2 separate regions of the Mus musculus genome follow, and region 1 is linked to region 2. A link is a contact called in public HiChIP or PLAC-seq data. All regions are on one chromosome and are shown on one strand. Each heading gives the region's core, a stretch centred on a gene start, on an enhancer-like site or on the middle of the called end of the contact. The rest is flanking DNA. Distances are from core to core; before and after follow the strand shown. Region 1 holds the start of Plekhm3 (pleckstrin homology domain containing, family M, member 3). Region 2 overlaps Plekhm3 (pleckstrin homology domain containing, family M, member 3).

Region 1 (6,807 bases), core at 1,677-4,176, 90 kb after region 2:
GCCTCACAGTTTCTGAGCTTTCACTTTATGACCAGCTGGTCCCATTGTATTGGGGACTGTGGCAGGGCCACACCAGGGTCCGTGTGCGCAGCAGAGCAAAAGCCCTTCAGTTATGAGGCACCAAGCAAAATGACAGAACAGAAGGACCCAGAGCCCCACAACCCCCTTGGGTTGACCTCTTGACTTCTAGTGCTCATAAGTCCCATCCTTTCAAAATGCCTCTAAAGAGACCGAGGCTTTAACACAGAGGCCTTGAGAATATTCCATAATAATAGTGTGCTTAAGTTTTTTGTCCATTTTCTGCTAGATTCTATTTTACTTTTCTATTATGACACAACAAATTTTTACACTAAGTTGCTTTTTAAAAATACTTCTTATCTCATAGTCACTAAGGTGTTGGCTCAGGTGGGCTGGACTCTTATCTAGAAATTCTGGTAAATAGTCCAAATTCAAAGTCATCTGGATTGTTGACAAAAATCCTGGTTTTGGTAACTTCCTGTTGGTTGTCAGCCAGGGGGCCACTCTTGGTAGTTTTACACCTTCCAAATTCCTCAAGGCTACCTAGAGTCCTCAGCAATGATATCGTCCATCTTCAAATCAGCTACAGTATGTTGAGTCTTCTTGATTTCCCAGTCATAGAAAGCTCTACACTTTTATGGGAACTCTTCAATTAGATCCACCTTGACAACCTCTCCACTCTAATCTCAAGTGTGTCATGTACTATAACATACATAGTCAGGTAGACATGACTTCTGTGATGGTTGTGAGGATTAGAGGAAAACACAAAAACAAAGTTAGCAGAAGGTCGTGATGGAGCTATGCCTGTCCCAGAGTCTTGGGTGTCAAATTAACAATGTGTCTGCAGGTTTTCTGATAAACCTCCAGTGCGTGAATCTACCAAATAAAACACCACAAGCCATCGTACTGTCACAGCACTAAAGGCAAGCGTGAGTGAGGCTGCTGTGTGGCAATAAAGAATTCTGAGCATATAATGTTGTGAACACTGATACCTGAGCCATTTTAATTGTGGCAAAATACTCAAAACATAAAATTTACCATGGTAACCACTAAGCCAAGCATTGTCATGCAGCCCAACCCCCACTGGTCTTTCATCTTGCAGTCCACCCATTCAACAAGAACTTCCCCCTCATGCCGGGCGTGGTGGCACACGCCTTTAATCCCAGCACTTGGGAGGCAGAGGCAGGCGGATTTCTGACTTTGAGGCCAGCCTGGTCTACAAAGTGAGTTCCAGGACAGCCAGGGCTATACAGAGAAACCCTGTCTCGAAAAACCAAAAAAAAAAAACAAAACAAACAAAAACAAACAAACAAACAAACAAAAAAAAGAACTCCCCCCTCCACGCCTTCCCGAACACTTGACAATTATTCATCTGCTTTTCAGTAGTGGAATATTTTAATTTGATATACTCATCAAACACTTATTCTAGGTACTGTTCCAGGGGCTTTAAAAACATCAAGTGGCACATGCCTTTAATTCCAGCAGAGGCAGGTGGATCTCTGTGAATTCAAGACCAGCCTAATCTACATAGCAATTTCCAGGCTAAACAGGGTTACATAGAGAGACTCTCTCAAAAAAAACATACATATTTAATAACTCATTGAATCTTTGATGAGGTGGCTATTATTCCCATTCTACAGATTAGGAAACAGCTAAATTGAGTAAACTTTCCAGGATGACGAAATGAGAAAGTGACCAAACAAGAATTTAAGCTGAAGTAAGCTTTCAGGATCTTGCCAGAACAATAGCATTGTTAAAGTACTTACTATAAAGACAAACACACAAGTTATTGATGTTATTTCTTGGTACATGACATTTACACACTTCGTGTCAATTTAACCTAATACTTGACTCCTAGTGAAGTTAGATTATGTTACCAAGGTAACACATGTATATTGACCTTTTAAAGACCTCATTTTTGCTATGGTATTTCTTTAAGTAAATGAAATAAAAACTACTTGGTGTTTTAAGCAACCACTTATAACGTGTACTATTCTATAATGCTGTATAAGTACAAGTCACAATTTATTATGATTTGTTGAAAATATTTTACAGGAAAAACCCAGAAGTTTCTTTCTAGTTCCATGGATCAAAGAAAAAAAGGGGAGGAACTAAATAACATTTACAATAATATATCTCAATCTTTTTAACCTGTAAAGGCGCCTTGCTTTGCAAACTATACATATAAGCCCAGCCTCTATTTGTCTTCTGAAATCAGAATTTTTTTTCCAGCTTAAGGGCCTGAGGACTCCTTATCTTGTTTTGTTTGTTTTGTTTTTGTTTTCTAGCTTAATAAGCTTTTCATACAAGACCAATCTATCATTAGTCCTGTACTGTCATTTACTATACATTCAAAATGGGCTCAGTCAATAGAAAGAACAAACGTAGCGTTTCTCTGGGGCTAAAAGCTCTACTGGGGTTTGGTTTCTATGATCGCTGGGGAGGGGTTACTAAAAACAACGCAGAAACAGGATCACCTTATTCAACTACTTTCTAATTTGCGTTACTTGATTCACAAAAAATAAACACCAGGTCATGTCTTCCTCCTCACTTAGCCACCCACAAATGAAGTGCTATCCCCAGCGCGAAATACAACAGAAAGCGGTGCGTGGGAAGAACCCCGGCGACCCCGGGGAGCTCCGGGGATGCGTCATCCCGTCCCCCTCCCCGCCCAAGGCCGCCGTGAGGAGGATGCTCACCGCGGCTCTGGTCCCTTCTCCCCTGCGGCCTGCAGCCGACCCCCGGCAGGACCCCGACCCGGGCAGCCCGCCCTCCTCACCGCCAGCGACTGCGCTCCAGCTGCCGACCATCCCGGCCCGGCTCTGTTTACAAGCGGCTTCTCGCGGTCCCACGCCCAAAAGCTTCCCCGCGGCAGCCCGGCAACAGGATCCGATTACACAGAGTTCCAGCCGGTGAGGACCGGTCCCTCCTACGGGAGGAGCAGGCGGTCGGGCGGGGCCTGACCTCCTTATCTTATTGTTTGCTTTACAGCCTTTATCCCAGGCTTGGTCCCTTCCACGTTCTTCCCAAGACCGAGGATGTTTGCAGTTAAAACTGTCACTTGGAACCTACCAGGGCAGGGCCAGCTAGCAGCAGTTGCTAAGAATAAGAGAATTTCTCAGAAATAATGCTTTCCAAACATAGGAATGAACTGCTTGTCATCTTTGGATAGGTGCACGAACTGCTTTTCATCTTTAGTTAGGTTCACGGTTTTAAAGGATGTGGTTGAGGGGAAATGTCTCTAACCTGGCTGTGGATTCCTAGTCTAGCAGCTAGGGCTTAGGGAAGGGCAAGAAGTCACCTCTCCTGAGGTCTGCTGGTAACCAGCCACTTTGCAAAGACGTGCAGTTCCGGTTGGATGAATCTTCCTTTCAGTTTTCAGTCTTAATTTGCCATCACAGCATACTTCTTAGTCGGTTTTTTTTTTTTTTTTTTTTTTCAATTAAGCTTAGTAAGAGAGGGGCGGGGGCGGGGTAGCACACACTTTTAATCCCAGCACTGGCACTGAGGAGGCACAGGCAAGTGAACCTGTGTGAGTTTGAAGCCAACCTGGTCTACACAGAGAGTTCCGGGCCAACCAGAGCTACAGGCTTTGTCTCAAAAGCAAAAGCAAGCCAAGCAGTGGTGTCACAAACCTTTAATCCCAGCACTCAGGAGGCAGAAGCAGGTGGATCTCTGTGAGTCTGAGCCCCTCCACCCTTGTCTACAGAGTGAGTTCCAAAACAAAACAACAACAAAAGCAAACAAAGCACAAACAAACGCGTGTAAGTCAATGACCAGTATCCATATTCTGTTTAAAAATGGAGAGAATTAGGACTCAACAGGATATATAATATTTTTTTTGAAAGTCAAATCTTTAAAAAGTACAGAATCAAATTGTGATTGGTTGAATAGATTTGGCTCCCATAGACTCATGTTTCAATGCTTGGCCATAAGGAATGGCACTATCAGAGGTGTGACCTTATTGGAGTAGGTACATTCTTGTTGGAGGAAGTGACTGCTACTTAAGCCGGCTTTGAGATTGCTGTATACTAAGGTATAGGTATATTAAGCTCTGCCCAGTATGGAATCAGAGCCTCCTCCCAGCTGCCTGAAGTAGACTGTCTCCTTCTGGTTGTCTTGGCATCTAGATGTCGAACTCTTGGGTCTTCCAGCACTTGCCTGTACACTGCAAAGTTCCTGCCATAATAATAATGGACTGAACTTTTGAAGCTGTTAAGCCAGCCCCCAATTAAATGTTTGTCTTTATGAGAGTTGCCTTGGGCCGGGCGTGGTGGCACACACCTTTAATCCCAGTACTTGGGAGACAGAGGCAGGCGGATTTCTGAGTTCGAGGTCAGCATTTCTGAGTTCGAGGTCAGCCTGGTCTACAAAGTGAGTTCCAGGACAGCCAGGGCTATACAGAGAAACCCTGTCTTGAAAAAAACCAAAAAAAAAAAAAAAAAAAAAAAAAAAAAAAGAGTTGCCTTGGTCATGGTATCTCTTCACAGCAATGAAAATTCTGACTAGGACAGAAGTAGAGATATGTTTGTCTAACTAAAACACAAATTCATAACATATAGCTTCCCAAATATTTACTATATAAAATTCCAAATATAGTCCGTAGTCAGGAGACTAAAAGACACTGAAACAAGAAACACAATAAAGTAGTTACGATTTTTACCCTTGTTTAAAAAAAGATGATTCCAGCATCATCTGTACTGGAACTTCATTACTGAAAGCAAATTCAGAGTGTAACAACTTAGATTTAAGAAAACAAACCCAAACATTTATTGTCTTTAAATCTATGTTTGTGAAATGACTGAATTTACTTCTGATCACTAACACAGGAATCCAATAATTCCATCTGAGAAGCTGTTGACTTCTGGGCTAGTCAACATCTGGGAATATTTTGTTCTTTTAAATTCAAAATAGTTACATTCACATCAGCACTCAAAAGGCAGTCAGCTGCTGCCTTTGTCACTATGTTAATAGACTGTGTTTTTAGAGAAGTTTTAGGTTCTCAGAAGAGTCCTCACAGACTTCTTGCCACTGCATATGAACCACCTCCCTACATCCGAGCATCCTGCATCACAATAGGACATTCATTATCATCTATGAACCTCTGCAGGTGAATGGTTAGTTTACAATTTGCATTAGGGTCACTATGTTTACCTACGTTTTATGCTATCATCCAGAAAGGCTTCTCTTTGAGCAATCAGAAACATTTTTTTTTTTTTTTTTTTTTTTTTTTTTTGGTTTTTCAAGACAGTGTTTCTCTGTATAGTCTTGGCTGTCCTGGAACTCACTTTGTAGACCAGGCTGGCCTTGAACTCAGAAATCCACCTGTCTCTGCCTCCCAAGTGCTGGGATTAAAGGCGTGCGCCACCATGCCCCGCAATCAGAAACATTTTAATAGAGAATAGAAATGCCTAGGTTCATCTAATATAACCATTGTCCACAGCTACTTTCTTATTTAAAGACTTGTAGTGGCCTTCCATATACTAGCAGGGAGAGTTCAGACTGCATACCTCTCTACCCACTGCCATTTACTTGGAGATAGATGCTTCGTTTTCCCTTTAGTTGGCACTCATACTCACTTAGGAAGCTTGTGCCTACCTCCAAATCACAATGTAAGTATGTAGGAAATGCTAAGCACATCCTACTCTCTATGGTATCTTCCTCTCGGTCATGGTGGTTGATCCAAGGACGGGCATTTGTGTAAGTTACTTTGCTATGGGCAGATATATGACAAAAAGTAATTTTAGAGGGAAAAGGGTTTGTTTGGTCCTGTAGTTCAAGGGAATACAGTCTAGACTGGCAGGGAAGAATGAGAGAGACAGCCACATTGTATATGCAGTAAGTGAGAGAGAGGACAGTAAATGGGGCTGGGCCAAGAAACCTTAAGACCCACCTCCACTGACCCACTTCCTCAAGCAGGACCCACCTCACATCCTTCCTTCAACTGTGGACTAGGTGTTTAAATACATGAGCCTACGGGGAGGGGGCCATTTCCCATTCAAAACACAATAGTATGTGACCTAAACAGAGCCATTCCCTAAAAATTTCCTATTTGAAACTTTGTAACAAATCGTGCCTATTGGCTCACAGGGCTGGAAGGAAGCAGGTTGGAGGTTTTTGGTGGCGGGATTTCCTATCTCATAGAGAATGTCTCTCTGAGGAAGGAAGAAGGAATGTTGGATGGAGTAGGAGTAGCTCAATGGAGACTTGGGGTTGAAGAGAGTGGGAAGCCAAGAAAAAAGCCTTACCTGAGCCCCCCAAATCTCCTTCTGTCTGAACTAACCTTACTCTATGTCACTGATTGAACCTGTGCTTGCTCATTTATAAGTAGAAGTGTAACTGATAGACCGCCTTTCCTGGCGTATCTCCAGCATATACTTCTTTCTTCACATAATCTGTTATTAGACGCGTTCTCACGACCGGCCAGGAAGAACACCACAGACCAGAATCTTCTGCGGCAAGGCTTTATTGCTTACATCTTCAGGAGCCAGAGTGCAAGAAGCAAGAGCGAGCGAGAAGCAAGAGAGAGAGAAAACGAAACCCCGTCCCTATTAAAGAGAATTCTCCTTCGCCTAGGACGTGTCACTCCCTGATTGGCTGCAGCCCATCGGCCGAGTTGACGTCACGGGGAAGGCAGAGCACATGGAGTGAAGAACCACCCTCGGCACATGCGCAGATTATTTGTTTACCACTTAGAACACAGCTGTCAGCGCCATCTTGTAACGGCGAATGTGGGCGCGGCTCCCAACATCTCCCCCTTTTCTTTTAATAAGAGCAAATAGGCCACCC
Region 2 (6,239 bases), core at 373-2,872:
TTGAGACTCAAACACATATCTAGGACATGGTCTTTTAGTGGGATTCCAAGAGTAGCAACAGGAAATATCATATTCTAATAGGTAAGACAGGGGCTGCTGGGAGTGAGCGGAAGGAAGGAATCATCTTGAAATGTAAATAATGAAGTTTCTTAAGTATAAGTTAAGAGGCAGCAGTGCTGAGAAACAGATACACTGACCCAAGTGTGTGGGCTAGACAGTCATCTTGCCATTCTACCCAACCTCTTCCATTGGTATAAAGACCCATTCTTCAGTGTGGAAGGACTGAAGAAAGGTTCTGGAATGATCTATAGCAAGGACAAACACTAGGGAGCAGATCTGTTATGTTTTGATATTTAAAACTCTCTTTGGTCTAAAAGCCTAACGTTTCTATGATTAGAAGTAGATAGGATAAAGGAAGTAGGTGTAAACTGAATTATCCTGGCATGCCCTTGAACTTGAGACAGGTAGAATCCTTAGTTATCCAAGCAAGCAAAACCTTGTGTTTTACCTGCAGTGAGGCAGGCCTTGGAACAGGTGCTTCGTTTGCTGCTTTAACGACCACAGCTGATGAGTAAGGAAGAGACTTTCCAGTTTCTCCTTCCTGGGGTCTTCTTCCTTCCAAGCCCTGTTCATTATTCTTCTCACAGAAGCAATTCTGGCTTCTGTCATCTCTACTATCCCTTCAGCATTATCTGTACAGCTGAAGGTAATTCTGCCTTTATTTAATGTTGCAAACTATGTAAATGTATTTTGCATGAATTCATTTTCCCTCTCCCTTTAAAGGAGACTCTTATGTTCCTCCAGAAGTTTGTCATCTGCTGTCTCCCTGTATCAGGCTCCAGTGTTGAACACCATAATTTACATGAGGTCAGTTATGATAGACATAAAAATTGGAAAATTCAATATATGCAGAAAAGATAAAAGAAGTGAGCCTACTGGGTCTGGAGAAGATGTATGTCCAAAAGATTTAGTGGTAGCCATTAAAATACAGACTTTTAAGAGAGATAACGTCAATCAGCCCTTCTCCCCAAGAGGAAGGAAGTAGTGACATAAAAACACTGATGCCATAAAAACACTGGCCCCTCTAGGGAGAATAAATCTCCCTAGAGGGGCCAGTGGGACCTAGTAAAAGGCATCTCCTTTAGAGATGCTTTTTAATGTAAATGAAAGAGAGGGGGATTTTCCTACAGACATTTAGAGATAGGGCTGTGCTCTTGTGCTCATATGCCTCCTAAGGAGGCATATGGGTTTCCATTGCAAGGCAACAGGGCAGATAAGGCTCCCTGCCCCTTGCTCACCTCTCCATGGAAGCAAACTGAATTAGAAACACATTCTCTAAGCATTTCCTCCAGTCAGACTATACAGAGGAAAGCCAGGGTGAGACACAAACACCAAGATCAGGTTGGCAGCCAAGGCCATTTCCATCCACATGACCCCAAGAGCTGCTCTACTGTGGTTTGGGTCATATAAGCTGCACATCAGATATAGGCCCTTGAGAAAATGGAGTGAACTAGCAGGGATGCCTAGGGTCTTTTCTCCTTCAAATCCAAATAGGACATGGGTTATACAGGACCTAGACAGACAGAGCCTGCTCAATCAGCAGAAAGATGCCCGAGGCAGATCTACCCAGGGGAAGACACCTCAGGGGAGGCAGTCTCTTCCGGGAATATGCTGGTAGAGCTATTTATGTCTGAGAAGCAAAATTTGGTGTCCCCTAAAAATACTTTTGCCAGCATTAATTTTACTTAATACATTCAATACAGCATTGGTAATTATTTGCATTCATTGGTCAGAAAATCCTGATTACCTAATTTACCATGAATTTAACAAATACCCCACAACCTGTCACTATGGTTATGAACCTAAAATCAAAATCCAAAATAAGCACATACTTCATTGACTTAAGCAGATGCTGGGCTCACAGTATGCAGCAGTCAGTGTGCCTGCACTGAAGATTTGGAAAAGCACAGTTTGTAAACATACAGATATACATACAGGGTGAGGGGAGCTGGCAGGTTACCTGGCCAGGAAAGGCCTCCATGAATGGGAAGTGGGGAGTTACTGGGAGGAAGTGGAGGTGGAAGGCTGGATGGTATTCCAGGTGGAAAGAGCAGTAGTAGCAGGCACTCAAAGGTTCGAGCATGCCCAGTACCTAGTAAGCCTCTCCTGGCAAGGGTACACCACGCAATGTGAGCTTAGATTTAGTATGTAAGCTAGTATGTAGCCAGCCAGTACATGTGTGTGTCTTGCCTGTCATGCTGAATCTACTTAAAGAGAAATGGGGTGTCACAGAAGTGCCCTAAGTAATACAAGGCCATGGTGAGAGCTGACGGGGAGAGAAGGGGGTGAAGGCAGGAAGGACTAGGTGAGAAATAAAGAGCTCTAAGAAGATGAAAGCTTACAAAGAGAGGCCTTCCACCAGAAAGACTGTCTGTCACCTCAATCTTCAGGTCATGGCAAGCCACAAAGAAGCCTCCATTTCCCCACTAAGTGGGGAACATAACTGGAAGCTGTGTCTGCTGAAAGGGGAAGGAAGAGGAACCCTCTCACTGGGAGAGTGTCTGGGCTGTGGAAGAAGATGGGAACTGTATGGTATGGCCAGATGGAGTCTCCTGAGTCAGCTCAGGAAATTCCTGTCTCCGGCCTGCGGGTTTCAGGTGGAGCTACGATTATAAGGAAGGCCAGGACAACACACCCGGGAAACAGAAAAGAGCTGGCCCTTGAGAAACAGTGCCAGAAAGGACTTTCCAGGGAGAAGCCTGGGAAGGAACACTTTGACAGCAGAAGAACTGCTTCAGGGAGGCCCAGGGAGGGAGCTTCTCAAGGGGCAAGAACGAATCCACAGCCCAGGAGCTGGGGGGGGGGGCGCATGCAGCCCCCTAGAAACAGGAATTCAGTGCTGACCTCAGATAGTGGTTTGGGCAGGAGGGAGACAGCCAGACTGCAGAGGGTCTGAGGGTGGTACACAACTCTTTTCAGAGCTTAGCTTTAAAAGAAAGGAAAGTGGGCCGCTGCTAAAGAAGGATACAGGACGGGACGGAGAAAAGGTTCCTTTTCTAAAGAATGGGGGAGACTTGAGCACATATATGCTAAAATAAAAAATGCTACTACAGAAGCAGGAACACAAACATAGGGGTAAGTAACAGGGGCTGCCCCAGGAAAGGGAATGAGGATCAACTGGAAACTCTTTCATATTCTCTCTCTCTCTCCCTCTCTCTCTCTCTCTCTTAAAGTGCATTCATTTTTAACTAAAATGTTATATAATAGATATTACTTATTAATTTCTCCTATGTAACTTCCAAATCTCACCACATTAGGAACTCAAAGCTGCACACTAAGTGAGGGATATCTGTCTTAGCAGTCCTTGTGTAAACAGTGTCCTTGCTGTGGAAGATCTCTTTGGTTTTCAGGTGAGGCTGCTATGCTTGGGGCTTCCTATGCATGATAACACTATTAATCACCAGGCCCAGTAGCATTTCTGTAGCAGGCCAACCACACGCACGGCCCTGCTCATGGCAATGCAAACTCAATCTAACTGGGCCTGACACTCAGTCAAAGGACAAAAGCGATAAGAGTCAGCTCTACACTTGTCTCATCCATCAAAGGAAACCACAGCACAGACTGGTTCTCTGGTACCAGAGAATACTGAAGAAGCCTGCTACAAGTCCACAGCCATCAACTAACACACCTAGATCTACTAACAATGCTTCCATTTATCATCTTTGGAACTTGGAAAGTAACTTAAGAGAAAAGATGAAAATGGAAAAGGAAAAAGGTCAAATATGATTCAGAGCCCTTATATTAGCTGACACTTGGGGTTAAACATTCAGAGATAATTTTCAATGAAATCAAGGACAGTAGAGACTTAACATACAAACAAAGCAAAGCACCAAGGGGAAACTCATTTCATTTTGTTCTATGCCGTTACGTCAAACAAATCAAAACCCATTTAACCTGACTAATTTCTGAGGACTTCAACTCCCACCAAACCCTGGTACTCTTGACAGTAAGGGACTGAGTTGGGCTCTGGGAAAAGTAGTCTCTTCACAAGATTTTGATAGAATTGTTAATATATATATATATATATATATATATATATATATATATATCTCATTTCCAGGAAACTGAGTTCTCAGAAATACACAATTTGGATTTAAAAACCCAAAGACACACCTATGGTCACTTGATCTTTGACACGGGAGCTAAAACCATCCAGTGGAAAAAAGACAGCATTTTCAATAAATGGTGCTGGCACAACTGGAGGTTAGCATGTAGAAGAATGCGAATTGATCCATTCCTATCTCCTTGTACTAAGGTCAAATATAAGTGGATTAAGGAACTCCACATAAAACCAGACATACTGAAACTTATAGAGGAGAAAGTAGGGAAAAGCCTCGAAGATATGGGCACAGGGGAAAAATTCCTGAATAGAACAGCAATGGCTTGTGCTATAAGATCGAGAATCGACAAATGGGACATCATAAAATTGCAAAGCTTCTGCAAGGCAAAAGACACCGTCAATAAGACAAAAAGGCCAACAACAGATTGGGAAAGGATCTTTACCAATCCTAAATCAGATAGGGGACTAATATCCAATATATATAGAAAGAACTCAAGAAGATGGACTCCAGAAAATCAAATAACCCCATTAAAAAATGGGGCTCAGAGCTAAACAAAGAATTCTTACCTGAGGAATACCGAATGGCTGAGAAGCACCTGGAAAAAATGTTCAGCATCCTTAATCATCAGGGAAATGCAAATCAAAACAACCCTGAGATTCCACCTAACACCAGTCAGAATGGCTAAGATCAAAAATTCAGGTGACAGCAGATGCTGGTGAGGATGTGGAGAAAGAGGAACACTCCTCCATTGTTGGTGGGATTGCAAGCTTGTACAACCACTCTGGAAATCAGTCTGGCGGTTCCTCAGAAAATTGGACATAGTACTACCGGAGGATCCCGCAATATCTTTCCTGGGCATATATCCAGAAGATGTTCCAATCGGTAAGAAGGACACATGCTCCACTATGTTCATAGCAGCCTTATTTATAATAGCCAGAAGCTGGAAAGAACCCAGATGCCCCTCAACAGAGGAATGGATACAGAAAATGTGGTACATTTACACTATGGAGTGCTACTCAGCTATTAAAAAGAATTGAGTTTATGAAATTCCTAGGCAAATGGATGGACCTGGAGGGCATCATCCTGAGTGAGGTAACCCAATCACAACAGAGCTCATACAATATGTACTCACTGATAAGTGGATATTAGCCCAGAAACTCAGAATGCCCAAGATATAAGATACAATTTGCTAAACAAATGAAACTCAAGAAGAATGAAGACCAAAGTGTGGACACTTTGTCCCTTCTTAGAATTGGGAACAAAGCACCCATGGAAGGAATTACAGAGACAAAGTTTGGAGCTGAGACGAAAGGATGGACCATCTAGAGACTGCCATACCCGGGGATCCATCCCATAATCAGCCTCCAAACGTTGACACCATTGCATACACTAGCAAGACTTTGCTGGAAGGACCCAAATATAGCTCTCTCTTGTGAGGCTATGGTGGGGCCTAGCAAACACAGAAGTAGATGCTCACAGTCAGCTATTGGATGGATCACAGGGCCCCCAATGGAGGAGCTAGAGAAAGTAACCAAGGAGCTAAAGGGATCTGCAACCCTGTCGGTGGAACAACAATATGAACTACCCAGTACCCCCCAGAGCTCGTGTCTCTAGCTGCATATGTATCAGAAGATGGCCTAGTTGGCCATCAGTGGAAAGAGAGGCCCCTTGGTTGTGCAAACTTTATATGCCTCAGTACAGGGGAATGCCAGGGCCAAGAAGTGGGAGTGGGTGGGTGGGGGAGCGTGTGGGGGACTTTTGGGATAGCATTGGAAATGTAAATGAAATAAATACCTAATAAAAAAATAGCAAAAAAAAACCCAAACAAACAAACAAACAAACAAACAAACAAAAAACCCCGAAGGCTGGGGCTGGTGAGAGGGCTTAGTTTGTAAGGTTCTTGCTGCATAAGCATGAGGACTTGAGTTCAATCCCCACAACATACATAAAAACGCCAGGTGCTGAGTGTTATAGGGTAACTAACCGCTTTCTGACTGGAATCAAAGCCTGATCCACAGGATGTACTGTATGTACAGAATACAATATATGTTTGGTACTGCAACCCTAGTACCAAGCTGGATAGATCATAGACCCTAGGGGAAACTCACTACTATTGTT

The links. HiChIP or PLAC-seq counts read pairs in DNA pulled down with a chosen protein or histone mark.
Region 1: a contact with region 2 is called in an H3K4me3 HiChIP or PLAC-seq map of bone marrow-derived macrophages, with 2.5 times the contacts expected there. The contact joins the promoter of Plekhm3 here to the enhancer-like site in region 2. A contact is called at or near these places in 2 of 484 Hi-C or Micro-C datasets (the N1E-115 cell line and nephron progenitors), 2 of 115 datasets of contacts at active chromatin or transcription factors (the 230-238 cell line and bone marrow-derived macrophages) and 2 of 9 other capture datasets (adipose tissue and liver).

Annotation. Positions count from the first base shown.
Region 1 is chr1:64,953,898-64,960,704 of GRCm38.p6, forward strand. It overlaps Plekhm3 (pleckstrin homology domain containing, family M, member 3), which reads right to left and starts at 2,927. Exons shown (of 8, transcript NM_001039493.1): 1 at 2,798-2,927. It overlaps Gm51627 (predicted gene, 51627), which reads left to right and starts at 2,682. Exons shown (of 3, transcript NR_165472.1): 1 at 2,682-2,930; 2 at 6,424-6,807.
Region 2 is chr1:64,865,344-64,871,582 of GRCm38.p6, forward strand. All of the region lies in intron 5 of Plekhm3 (pleckstrin homology domain containing, family M, member 3), which reads right to left. Among named protein-coding and RNA genes, the nearest start is that of Gm51628, 18 kb to the right of the region's middle. Within about 2 kb of position 1,623, at least 24 of the 459 cell types and tissues checked have an H3K27ac peak or open chromatin away from gene starts, as enhancers often do. A contact at or near this core is called in the 230-238 cell line and bone marrow-derived macrophages, where this site is marked.